Linked DNA regions of Capra hircus: region 2 is linked to region 1. Evidence: chromatin contacts called from public Hi-C data. All regions are on one chromosome and are shown on one strand. The core of a region is the stretch at or near the end of the contact, and the rest is flanking DNA. Distances in the headings are between cores, read along the strand shown. Region 1 has its middle 28 kb from the start of XCR1. Region 2 holds the start of CXCR6 (C-X-C chemokine receptor type 6).

Region 1 (6,498 bases), core at 2,493-4,992:
AGCGGTTCTGGGGCAACCTTGGGCGGGGTGACCACCTAGGGACCCAGGAGTGGATATCCTCCCACGCACTCCTAGTGGGTATGACATGGCCTGATGCAGAGGGAACTGACAAACCAAGGCAATAGCATTACCTAAGCCATTCAGAATCACTTACTCCAGAATTTGATGTGAGATTGCCACACGGAAGGAGGCAGACCTGTGGCTGCTGTGGGATCAGACTAAGGGCCTTTTTCTGACATCCCTGGCTCCTTGTGCCGTTGGGCCTGCATTTCTGGTTATGCACCCTGATGGTTTTCCATCCTGCTTGCCGTCTAGGAAACCCCTCAGATTTTTTGGCAAGTGCAGTTGACATCCCTTTCTGTTCATCCACTGACATCTTGTGACATTTGACTAATGCCATGCAAAGTCCTTATTTTGATGTCTGCCCTGCCGCATTGTATATCCCTTCCCAGAGCTCCTGGGGAAGCAGTACTAAACTATTCTGTGTGTGAAGGTGGCCACTGATTGGGTGAAGGGTGGGCATTGACTCAAGAGAGCCCAGCTATAGGCTTTCTGGTCAGGGTGGCCAGCTTCAAGGCAACAGCAATTTCCTAAATGTAACCATATCTCAGCTGCCATGAGAAAAACCCACGAACATGCCTAAAACAAATACATGTTTCCTTTTTCTCTCATGCAGGAGTCTCAGGTCACATGGAAGCTCTATTCTGTAAAGGTGTCAAGGCCCAGGCTCTTTCCACTTTGTTGCTCTGTGCAGTGAGGTGGTGTCCTCGTCGGCACTGCCCAAGAAGGCTCAAAGCATGTCTGCATCCCAACTAGTTGGGGAGGAATAGGAACCCCAGAGGACAAGCCCCTGTCCCTTTAAACCACAGCCTGGAATTCACGCAGGTCACTTTCACTTGCATCACACTGGCCAACGGAAGACTCAGATGTAAGGAAAGCTGAGAGACGTTAGCCCTATTCTAGGCAGCCACGCTGAGCTTAAAATCCAGGGATGTGTGGTTTTGGGAGAGAATGAATAGTAGGGGACATCTCCATTCTCTACTGGTCAGATGGAGAAAGAGAGACGACCGTCTTCCTGGGAGTAGGAGGGGGGAGCGGTGGCACACAGAAGGAGCCACAGCCGTGAGGCCAGCAGAGAGGCTGGGGGCATGGGCAGGCCCCACGCCCCTTGTGCCATGAAACACTGCTCCCAGCCCTGCCCTTCCAGGTGGTGTCCTCCCAGGAAATCTCCTTCCTTTAAAGGGCCTGAGGTACTCAGACATCTTTGCTTTGTGTCCAGGATGTTCAGTCCTCTTGTCGATGAGGTCTGAGCAATATTTTAATCGTGGTTCCATTCTCCAGATGAGAAAACTAAACCTTAGGTGCTTCATCGTCTGTCCTCAGGTCCCCCAGCCCTGGTCGATCAAAGAAGAAAAGAGGCATCAGAATCTGTTGCTTTCAGCCTCTTGATCAGTAAGACAGAAACAAACCACTGATGCACGATGCTATCTGGCTTCCTCTGAATGGAAAGAGATAGAGATCTTGAGAGTCTTGTTTGCTGAGACCACAAGCTCAGTGTGAGTCAGCCATCTAACATAACAGTAGCAGAGATGTGAGACTGACGCGTTTACGTGGGCACTGGACATACAGGCCCTTGCCGAGGTCCCACGTATATGAAGCCCCCCTTGGAGATCACAGTTCAGTTAACCACAGTGCACAGTGGGGCTGGGAAATGTAGGCAAGAAGAGTGGGGTCAGGACATAACCAGCATGGAGAGGGTAGGGTTAGCCTTCGGTCTCGGGGGAGGAAGTCCTTCCCAGACCGGCAGAAGTGGTTCTCAAAGGGGATGGCCAGGGCGATAACTTACCTGGGGATATAACTTTTGAAAATAAGAATCTGAAATCGCTTAACAGGCCTTAACTGATATATAATATGCATGAGCCATTTGTGGGCAAGCTCAATTCAGTTTAGTCACTCAGTCGTGTCTGACTCTTTGCGACCCCATGGACTGCAGCACACCAGGCCTCCCTGTCCATCACCAACTCCCGGAGTTCACTCAAACTCACGTCCATCGAGTCGGTGATGCCATCCAGCCATCTCATCCTCTGTCGTCCCCTTCTCCTCCCGCCTTCAATCTTTCCCAGCATCAGGGTCTTTTCCAGTGAGTCAGTTCCGCGCATCAGGTAGCCAAAGTATTGGAGCTTCAGCTTTAGCATCAGTCCTTCCAATGAATATTCAGGACTGATTTTCTTTAGGATGGACTGGTTGGATCTCCTTGCAGTCCAAGGGACTCTCAAGAGTCTTCTCCAGCACCACAGTTCAAAAGCATCAATTCTCCAGTGCTCAACTTTCTTTATAGTCCACCTCTCACATCCATACATGACTACTGGAAAAACCATCACTTTGACTAGATGGACTTTTGTCGGCAAAGTGATGTCTCTGCTTTTTAACATGCTGTATAGGTTGGTCGTGGCTTTTCTTCCAAGAGAACCCCATGACCAGTATGAAAAGGGTAAGCTCAGAGGGGCAGAAATCCTGCTAACCCTAAGAATGGGCATCTGCCAGACACCCTGGCCATAAGCCAACTGTGCTGTGATAATGAGGGTCTCCATTCTGGTCTAGATGGTCCTCAAGTTAGGATTGGGCAGCATCAGGAGGACAGAGTGGGTGATTATGGTCCTTACCAGCAAGCGCCAGAAGTACAGGTGGTCCTGTAGAGCAACTACTGACCACTGATGGATAAGTCCATCAGAAACCTAACTCAAACCTGCTTGAGCCAAAAAAGGCCACTGTAGGCTGTGCAAGCAAAGCGCACCGAGTGTGCATTTGGGTAGAGCTGGACCAAGTTCCACTGGATTTAGAGAGTCAGCTGTCGCCAGGGCTTCTCTCTCCACCTACATCTTCATTGACTCAGGCTGCTGTAACAAAACCCCATAGACAGGGAGGTTTAAAGAGCAGGCATCTATTCCTCGTAGCTCTGGAGGTTGGTAAGTCCAAGACCAGAGCACTGGCGTGCTTAGCTCCCACTTCTTGGCTAGCAGACGGCCACCATCTCTCTGTATCCTCACACGATCTCTTCTTTAGTGTGAGTGCAAGTGGGGAGAGAGAGTATGAACTCTGGTGTCTCTTCCTCTTGTGAAAAGTGCACTAATCCCATTATGGTGGGCCCATAATTATGGGGGGCTCATTCACAAAGAGACTGGAGAATGAGCAGGCTTCCCTGTGGGAGCGAGACCCCAGAAGTGAGGCAAAGATCTGGTCCCAGAACTGGAGTAGGCCTGGAGCCAGAGGCCACAAGGGGCCTCCATGGGTGTGAGGCCCGGGATCTAGGCTCCAGCCTCCTTAGAGATGCGCTAGAAGGGAGCTGAAGGTGATGTCGGCTGTGGAAAGAAGGAGGCTACAGAGGCGGAGAACTTGGCCAAGCCTCACAGCTGTCAGTCCATCCCAGCAACACCTCCAGAACCGCTACAAGGAAATGCAACAAGATTAGAACTTGTGGTGCCTCTCTCTCCATCAGCAACTTTGAATCATCACCCCTTCTTTTCACTGATCAGCACTTTCAAGGTAATTGCAAGGACTCCAGAGGAAACGTTTCATCTTTGTAGCTGCTGGCATGAAAACTTTGTGAAGGAGAAAAGTCTTTGAAAAGTCCACTTTTCAAGGGTAGAAAGGGACCTTCCAGCCTGGCCTTGGAGCTGGTATCCACTTTTTTGCAGAAGGGAGGAGATTCTTACGGAGCATAAAAGAGGAGGGAGGAGTGGGACTGGGCGCTGGGGCAGGCGGCCCGGGGAAAAGAGAGATGCCACCACGGCCCAGAGGAAGTTCGAGGGGCTTGCTGGGTATGTGCGTGTGAGATTAACTTTGCCTAGTGCACTCTGCCCAGCTGAAATCTTTTTTTTTTTTTTTTTTTTCCAAGCATGCCGTGCTTCATGCAGAATCCTAGTTCCCTGACCCAAGGATCAAACCTGCACCGCTGCAGTGAACATGTAGAGTCGCAACCACTGGACCACCACGAAAGTCCCTCAGCTGAAATCTTCAGTCAGTTCTCCACTGCTCATTAATGCAGCTCCTATCCCTGGGGTTACAACTGACCAAAATCAATTTCATCATGTATAATCGTACAGGTCCTTTTGGTTAATAATAGCAGCCACCAAGAGTTAAGGGAGTTGAAAATCACCTACTCCCTGTACCCTCACTCCATCAGGTTACCGTAAGAGCAAGTTTCAGAATGAATTAGGCCCTGAAGACAGACATTTCTGAGCAAGGAGGTAGTACATTCAAGTGCAATCATTTGGGGCCACAAAGAGGTGGTGAGAATGAAAATGAAGACTTCAGGCAAAGATGAACAAACCTTAGGGGGAACTACTATAAATGGATTTTCGGTATGTTTATTTATACACCTGTTACTTCATTCAAAAAGTCACTAGAGGCAGTGACGACTTGTTTGGCTTTATCAGCAGGGAAGAAATACAATAAAACATGAATGGCATACAAACGTGCCTTGCCCACTGAAAAGCATGAACTAGCTTTGTTCTCCAAAGGTGTCAGCATTGCAGATGCAAACGTAGGACCTTGTAGCTCTCAAACCAAGCACCCCTCCTGCCTCCTGAAGACCCAAAGGGAATTATGGGAGGAGTCGGTTTCACCTGTCCAGTGCAGCGGCAGGGAGGAGGTCCAGTCCAGCAGGTGGGGCCGGGTGTCTGGAATCCGGTACAAAACCATGCAAAATGCAGACCTAAACCAAGAGAGCGTCTGACATTGGGGTCCAGCCAGCCAGGCGCCGAGAGGGGTAGAACTCAGAAAACAACAAAGAGAACCCCGAGAGCAGTGGTCTTCCCAAATCCAGGAAGATGGGCAGCAGGTAGGAGGGCGCCTGGGACAACAGTAGCTTATAAGGCTGTGGTCACTGGAGTGAAATTTTGAAAGAGCCCTGAGCAGAAACTGAGAAAGACAGGAGTAATAAGAGAGGTTCTGGAGGGACTGCACCACTGTGAGGTAGAAACTGCATGCAGAGAGAGAGAAAAACCCCAGTTACTGAAGGCAGGTACAGGTGGGGGGCACCTGGTCACACCTGAAGATGAGGCCTGAGTGGCCAGCGAGCTCTCCTTAAATGCCACTTCTTAATGTTAGAATTAATCTCGGAAACAGAAATAATATTTTAAATAGGATACATTCAGCTAGAAGTAAGCAGAAACTGAACTGAAAGTAGCGAAACAACAAGGAGGCTGTTGACTCATGGGAAGTTCGGCGGCACAAGGCAGTGGCTCCGAGTCCCTTTGCTGGTGACCATCTTGCCTCTGCCTCGCTCAGGCTGCAGGCGGAGAAGTGGTCCCTGTCATGCTGGCTTTGGGTAGGGGCAGAGCAAACACAGGGCGGATAAGCCATGCAGGCAGGGCGGGTACCTGAACAGAATCATTCTGTTAGAAAGAAGGAATGGGGAACAATGCCTGCAACGCCCCAGAGTCCACCAAGGGCGGGAGGCAGCACAGCTGAGCAGCAGACCCGCTCACCCATGCTGTGGCATCTCTAGCCAGCTGTGTGGTCTGGGGCGAGCCACCTTGGCTCTGGAGGGCTCCATTTTTTTTCCATCTTATGTTAAAGTGATGAAACAAGAGAATGTGTCAGATTCTATCCAGCTCTAAACAATCTCTGACTCTGTGTGTTGGGATGCTCATGTGTGTTGAGATGCTCAGTATATAAGCCTTCAGGTATGGGACATGATTCTGGTCTTTTGTAGAAGATTCCATTTTCTAGAGATGGCCAGAGCAATTCCTCTCATCCCTCATGCCCCCCAACTTGGGACCTTGCCACTCTGTCATCAGGATATCGAGTCTAATTCTCATCCCCTTGCATCTCTGCCAGCCTGATGACTTGATTGTATCCATAGTAGCTCATAGCTGATAGACTATGGGAGAAGTAACACTGAGAGACTTCCCAAAAGGCCATGCAGAATCCACTTGGTTCTCTCCAAACACTAGTTGCAAGGCAATCTAGCACCATATAAGAAATTCAACTATTCTGAAAATGCCATGCTAGCGAGGCCAAGAGTAGGTGCTCATGTCGACAACCCAGCTGAGCCTCCCGTCCACAGCCACCATTGGCTGCCAGCCATGAGTGTGCGCCATCTTGGGCATCCATCCTGGGCTGACCTTCAAATGATTAAAGCCTCAGCTAACATCATGCTGCAACCCCATGAAAAATAATACAAGTAGAGGGTCTAGCTGCCTTTCTAGAATTCCTCACCCAGAAAATCAAGAGCAAAAGAAAAACAAGTGTTGCTGGTCTGCACCCCTATGTTTCAGAGAGATTGGTCAGGCAGCAGAGATGACCAGAATAACCTTATAGAAGAGTGGGCATGAAGGAACAAGAAAGGATTGAGTCAGCTTTAAGAGATTGTTTCTGATAGTTGCAAAACACTGAACGTATCTCAGTTCCTTTTTTTTTTTTTTTTTTTTGGCTATTTAAGGAAGCAATGGAGAGATTCTTTGGAGACATGATCTGTGGGCATCTTACCAGGAG
Region 2 (6,498 bases), core at 2,838-5,337, 92 kb after region 1:
AGGCCATGCGCTTGGCCTGCTGGTTGTAGGCCTTGGTGGCCCGCACCACCGCGACGAAGCGGTCCACGGTGATGCAGGTGAGGATGAGCATGGACGTGTAGAAGTTCAGCGTGTAGATGCCCAGCAGGGCTTTGCACATGACGCTGCCAAAGACCCACTCGTGGATGCCTGCGTAGGCCCAGAAGGGCAGAGTGCAGACGAACACCAGGTCAGCCAGGGGCAGGTTCATCAGGAACACATCCGTCAGGCTCTTCAGCTTCTGGTAGAAGACGTAGATGACCAGCACCAAGGAGTTTCCCACCAGGCCGCAGGTGAACACCACCACGTACATGCACGGCAGGAAGAACTTGCTGAACTGCATGAAGTCTTGGTGCCCCTGGCTGCTGTCGTTGGAACTGTTGAAGAACCCGAGGTCTTCGTAGTTATACTCAGCCATGTCGTCTGTTCTGCTGGACCCCTGGGAGACAGACCACAGGAATTACATCCATTTGGGTTGAGGGTGACCCCTCCTGTCCTCCCACTGTCCCACTGCCCACATTCAGGGGGCAGATGTGCGTGTATGTATGCTAAGTCACTTCGGTCATGTCCGACACTGCAACCCTGTGGACTGTAGCCCACCAGGCGCCTCTGTCCGTGGGATTCTCTAGGCAAGAATACTCGAGTGGGTTGCCATTTCCTTCTCCAGGGGATCTTCCCCACCTGGGGATCGAACCTGCATCTCTCAAGTCTCCTGCATTAGCGGACGGGCTCTTTACCACTAGTGCCCCCTAGGAAGCCCCCTCCTGTCTTCCCACTGCCCTGCTGCCCACATGTTGGGGGCGAATAGTCAGCTTCTAAACGTTCCCACTGTTCTGCTGGGTAACAGCCCAGGATACTGGGGACAGCCTGTTCTGAGAGGAAACTGCTCAGCAGTTTAACTTGCGGTAAAGCTCTTAGGACCCCACCCACATTCCAGAAAATCCTGTGCTGAATGGCCTTGGTAGTAGAGGTCATCACATGGTGAAATGGGGACCGTGTCCTTTTGGAAGGACTGCGCTGGTCTTCAGTGGGGAGGCTGTCTTCATCTGCCTGGGCCTCACAGCAGGTACCCACCCAGCCTGTGCCCCATGTTTTGTGAGGCTGACCCCTGGACCTGGAATTGTGAAGGTATGGCAATATCCCCCTTAGAGGGGGGTCCACCTTGATGGGCCTGGAAAGCAAGAGGAGTTTGGTCCTTTCTGCCCCAGGTGGCCTGTTCATCCTGCCTCATCTTCCTGTGATGGGGAGACAGGTCGGGGAACAGCCAGGCTGCCCAGTGCTTTGGCTGAGTGGCTTCCTGCCCAGGGAACTGGGTGGTTCTCCTCACCCCCAACCCCAGCCTTCCCCTTGCTTGTCTGTGTATGATATTTCACCCTCAGGGCCCCTTTGATCTCTAGGAATCTCTTCAGGGTAGATTACCTGAGAAGGGAACATTACTCTTGCTTTTATAACCAACTGTGTAGGGCTGAGGGGTCTCCTTTAACAAACAGAAGAGCTGATGGAAATGGGATGTCAGGGGGATGGGCAGCCACAAACAGGGCCGATGGCCAGCCTTGGAGTGGGGCTGCTTATAGCAGAGACCAAATAGCTGTCTGTCTTGCCTGGGGGTCCTAGCCCTTCAAGATAATCACCACCTGGGACCCTGCTCTGGGCCCTGGGACCCCGCTGGGGACCACGGACCAGCCCCAGGGGTGACGTAGTCTGGTGCGGGAGCAGGGGCAGCTTTGGCAGCATCAGCCTTGGGGGGTCAGGTCGGTCCCCTGCAGGTCAGTGACCCGCAGACACTGAGCACCCAGGGGCTCCTGCAGGGACTTGTGTCATAACCCACTGGCACCTCAAGGAGATGAGCTTTGAGAAGAACAGGCCTTCGTCCAGCAAAGGCAGAATATCAACCGGCCAGAGAAGAGGGTGCAAGAGAGGTGATTTCTCCTTTTGGCCTCCAGAGACTCGACTTCTCCCCATGCTGGGTCCTGACTAGAAGGGATGTCCACCTTCGTGCTGCCACCTTGGTTGTTCATGGGGTCAAAGCAGCAGAAAGGACCTTGCCTTTGGGCTAGGACTGCTTAGTGCTAAGTCCCTCCTCCTGGACCACAAACCGTTGGCTCTAAGAGTGAAAGGCCAGCCCGGCGGCATTGTGCCCCGCCGTCCCTGGGCTGTAGGTTAAGTTGGGTCCAACGATCATGAGTCTGTGTCACTGCTTCACATGGGGGCGGAAACATTAATCAGTTAGAACATGACACTGAAAGTAACGTCACGTCTCCGTTATCGCTTGACTCCCTCTTCCCTGTAAAAGATGCGTTACACTGGCATTGCGGTTGCCTCAGAGGACCCATGCAAATTCATTTGTAACAGTTGGTAAGTTTAGACCGTATTTAACAGGTTGGGAATGCACAGTTATGTGCAGATGGAGTATTAAAAATTACTTTCCCTTCTAGAAATGTTAAGAGTACTCATTTCTTTATTTTCTCTAACCAAAGTCCTAGGTTGATTTGTGAAAATTTTAAAAATAATAATATATCCAACTTTGGAAATAGTAAATATGTGATAATAAATAAAGAAAATATAATCTAGGCATAAAATAGAATATGATTGAAACATTTAGGAAGCACCCTTGACTTTGGGAAATACAGTGTGTTAAACATTGTTTTTATTGGCGCATAGTTGATTCACTGTGTGGGGTTAGATTCAGCTGTACAGCAAAGTGAGTGAGTTATGCATGTACGAATGTCTACTCTTTTTTTCTAGATTCTTTCCCCATATAGGCCATTACAGGGTATTGAGTAGAATTCCATGTGCTATACAGCTATATAGGAGTGTGTATATGTCAATCCCAGTCTCCCAATTTCTGCCCCCCAAAAAATACATTTAAATTGCTCAAAACAATGTAAGCACAAAGTAGATATGCAAAATACTATTTGGCTGTTACTGTTACAGCGAGTAGAGGACAAAGTGCTTGTGAAATTGATGATGATCTCAACGTGCTTTGATCAGAAACCGCTTTGAGAGTCTCCTAAAAGCTGCACGTCGTTTCCCTCAGTGATGATGTACATACATGCCTGCAATTGCAGGGATTCATGAACTCTAAACCCCCCTGTTCCATGCTCTATGGGCCTTGTTTAAGAACCTACGATAAGCTCTATGGTTTGGACAAAAATTTTCTTAAAACAAACAGAAATTACATTTTATCAGCAGTTCACCCCTGACTGGTAGAATTAGTAGTGACTTATTTCCCTTCCTCATTTAAAATTTTCTGTATTTTCAAAAGCTATTACAGTTGTGTATTGATGTACATGGAGAAAAGAAAGTAAACCATGAGCTAAGATAACAACGGTCCTATAAAATGGAAAAGAAACGAAAAAAAAAGGGGAAAAAGAGATTAGTCAGTGAACAAACACGGGTAGCTAGCGTCTCCTTATCTTCTAGGGAAGGTGTGATTCTGCCATTCCTATCAGCAGCATGTTTAGTTTTTTAGTTTAGTCTCTCAGTTGTGTCCGACTCTTTGTGACCCCCTGGACTGTAGCCTACCAGGCCCCTCCATCCACAGGATGCTCCAGGCAAGAGTACTGGGGTGGGTAGCCATTTCCTTCTCCAGAGGATCTTCCCGACCCAGGGATTGAACCCAGGTCTCCCACACTGTAGGCACATCATGTTACCAGCGTCGTATTACAGAAACAGATTAAGTCACGGTCCTCTACTCTAGCCCTCTGGCAGCAAGTGGCTGAGTTGGAGTTTGAGCCAAGAGCAGTTGAGCTGGAAAACCCAGGCACTTGACTGTACCACGCTGCAGCAGGACTCTGAGAATCCCCCCCAAAACGTGGGGTTAGCCCCTCTTTTAACTATAAAGAAAAGATAAATGACTCACCGGTAGAGCTGCTCTTTCAGTTTGTTAACCAGACGAGGTTGCTCACAGCACGACGGTCTGCCTTTGTCTCTGATGTGGTCCGGGTTTCCGTTGAGTGATTGTGAAGAGTTCTCAGTTGGTGATGTTAGGAGACCCAGCCCTTCCCCATCTTGCAGGTCAGAATCCACATGACCCAGCCCGCACCCGTGTAATTTGGGGGTCCGAGAGACAAAGCAGTGGCTCCGATGCTGCACAACCCCCACATCCTGGCTGGGGTCTTACCCTTTTACCAGGATCTGAGAGGGTTTTAATTTGTAAACCAAAGGGGAGCCATGCACAGGTCTGGCACTGGTAGTCCACTGAAGATGGTGGCATTTATACCCTAAAATTATTTCATCCACTAGTCGTATGTTCCTTTGGAGCAGTTTGGGTCTGGACCAGTGCAAAGTTGATGCTATGGCCTGGGTTCTATGTGTGTACACCTCCAACATACATGACAGCCCTGATCCCTATAGCAACCGTGCAAGTAGGTATTATCCCATTTTATAGATGGGAATCCGGAGGACCATAGCCAGAGAACAACCCTCATGGACTCACAGCCAGTAACTGCCATTGCCAGGATGCAAGGCCAGGTGTCTATCATCACCAGGCCAGTGGGCCAGATGGCTTCTAGAGATGGGTCTGCCAGAGGGCCTGATGTCACCCTGCCTCCTAAACCCACTCCACTCAGGTGGTGCTCACCGCCCTGCTTCTCACAGCTAGGGTCACTAGTGAACAGGCTGAACCAAATCCTGAAGGACCTGTCTCTCTCAACAAGACATCCCTTCACAGGGAGCCAGCCCCACATTTTGGAGTCTTTGAGCTTTGAGAGATGAGTTCCTCCCAGCGACAAGCCAACCGTGTCACTTAGGCCCAGTTCACGGGGTGATGACGGAAGGGCCTGAACCTGGTCAGACACACTGACTTGGCAGTGCTTGTCCCCCTCAGCACATCCTCCCTGGGGAGAAGCAGCCCGGTGCCCTCTGTGACCGCGCCCATGCCTGGGAGGGAGGAGAGCTATGTATCTCAGAGAGAGCGAGACTCTACTTGTCATAAGCATTCTCCAGTGGAGAGTTCAAACTCACAACTAAGTCAGAGCCCCCCCTCCCCAGTTTGAGGGCCAGAATTTTATTTCTGTTGTCTTCCAATTTGGAGTGTCGGTTGCTTGTCTTTGAAACAAAAGTGAAGTTCTTGACGGCAAATACCCAATCATATGTCTTGGGTTTTCCCCCAGATCATGCAAACAGTTCTTGAGTAGAATCAGGGAAGAATAAAAGGGCCGTGGCAGCTGTGCCCACCGCAGGCTCTCTTGGTGTCAGACTCTTGACCCATTCCCTTTTTCTGAACGCCTGACACTCTGGAGCCAGAGCCCTGGTTCCGGCTGCAGCTCTGGGACCAGGGATGGGGCAGTGGCTGCTGGGAGAGGAGTAACTGCCAGGCGGTGGTGGGTGGTGGGGGCTGTGGAAGATGAGTGGAAAGACCCTCAGAAAAGCAGCCTACCCAGAGGGCAGCAGGCGGCGGGTCAGTGGTGAGGACAGGGATGTGGGTCTGCATATTTACCAAGTAATCAGACATCAAAACCAGAAGCGCCCTTCTTCACTTGGTTTTTCAGCAAAAAGGAAGCCAAAACCAAAAGAAAAACTGGTAAGAATTTAAAAGTCAAATAAAAAGATGTGCCCAAGCCCTGCAGTGAATGTGGCCCACCGTGTGGCTTAGCCTCTCCTCCTAGACCCGAGCTGTTCAGCAGAGCCTTCTGGAATGCTGGGCGTGCCCTGTGGCCGCGTGACCAACAGGCAAGTGTAGGTATCAGGCACTTGGAGTGTGGCCACTGAAACCATGGAGCCAGGCTTTGAGTTTTGTTTTAATTCTGATAAATTTAAGCGGCCACATGAGGCCAGTGGTACTGCACTGTACTCTACTGGGCAGAGCAGTTGTAAAGCAGAGACCTCTCCAGTTCACAGGAGGCCCCGGGTAACAGGCAGAGCAGCATTCCTAACTGCTGGCCTGGCCTGGCGGAGGGGCAGGTGGGGCCCCCTGAAGAAGGCTGTCAGCAGGACAGACAGGCCAGGAGGCTCTCTAGGCTCCATGCCTTCCTCAGACAACCTGAGCCGCCAGGAGTCTGCTCCTCGGGCAATTGGCAGGATGGAAGTTAAAGAAGCAAGTTGTTGAGGCGTTCTGATTTATGACAGGAGAATACTGTAGATTCCAGCTGCAGATACTGAGCTGGACAGAGCCCCACTGTGACCCCTTGTCCAGGCAGGCGTGGACCCTGGACCACCTTGCTGGAGACTTCCTCAGCATCTTTGCCTGTGGTCACCAGTTCATTCTTGCTTGCTTCTGAAGTGGAGTGAGCCTTGCTCACGTCCTTGAGGACATTAGGGACAGAAACCACGTTGGCTGTGTGCAAGGCAGGTGCCCAGGCCAAATGTGGCAGGGGTGGCCAAGATGACCACCCCTAAGAGGGCAAGGTGACAGATACACGTGCCTAAGTACAGGTTCCTCTCGACTGACCGCAGGCTCAGGGGTGGAAACCAGATGGACAGGATGGGGTGATGTGCCATCAGCCACAAGAGGCCACCATAGCTAGTAGTTGGTTCCCA

What was found. A called contact is a pair of places that touch in the nucleus more often than the background predicts.
Region 2: a contact with region 1 is called in a Hi-C map of blood, with 4 times the contacts expected there. The contact joins the promoter of CXCR6 here to the enhancer-like site in region 1. A contact is called at or near these places in 3 of 5 Hi-C or Micro-C datasets (blood and liver).

Annotation. Positions count from the first base shown.
Region 1 is chr22:53,297,564-53,304,061 of ARS1.2, forward strand. No RefSeq gene overlaps it. Among named protein-coding and RNA genes, the nearest start is that of XCR1, 28 kb to the right of the region's middle. Within about 2 kb of position 3,743, at least 1 of the 5 cell types and tissues checked has an H3K27ac peak or open chromatin away from gene starts, as enhancers often do.
Region 2 is chr22:53,388,914-53,395,411 of ARS1.2, forward strand. CXCR6 (C-X-C chemokine receptor type 6) reads right to left here and starts at 4,088. Exons shown (of 2, transcript XM_018067085.1): 1 at 3,881-4,088; 2 at 1-457. The coding sequence starts at 436. The region is part of intron 14 of FYCO1 (FYVE and coiled-coil domain-containing protein 1); the gene reads left to right.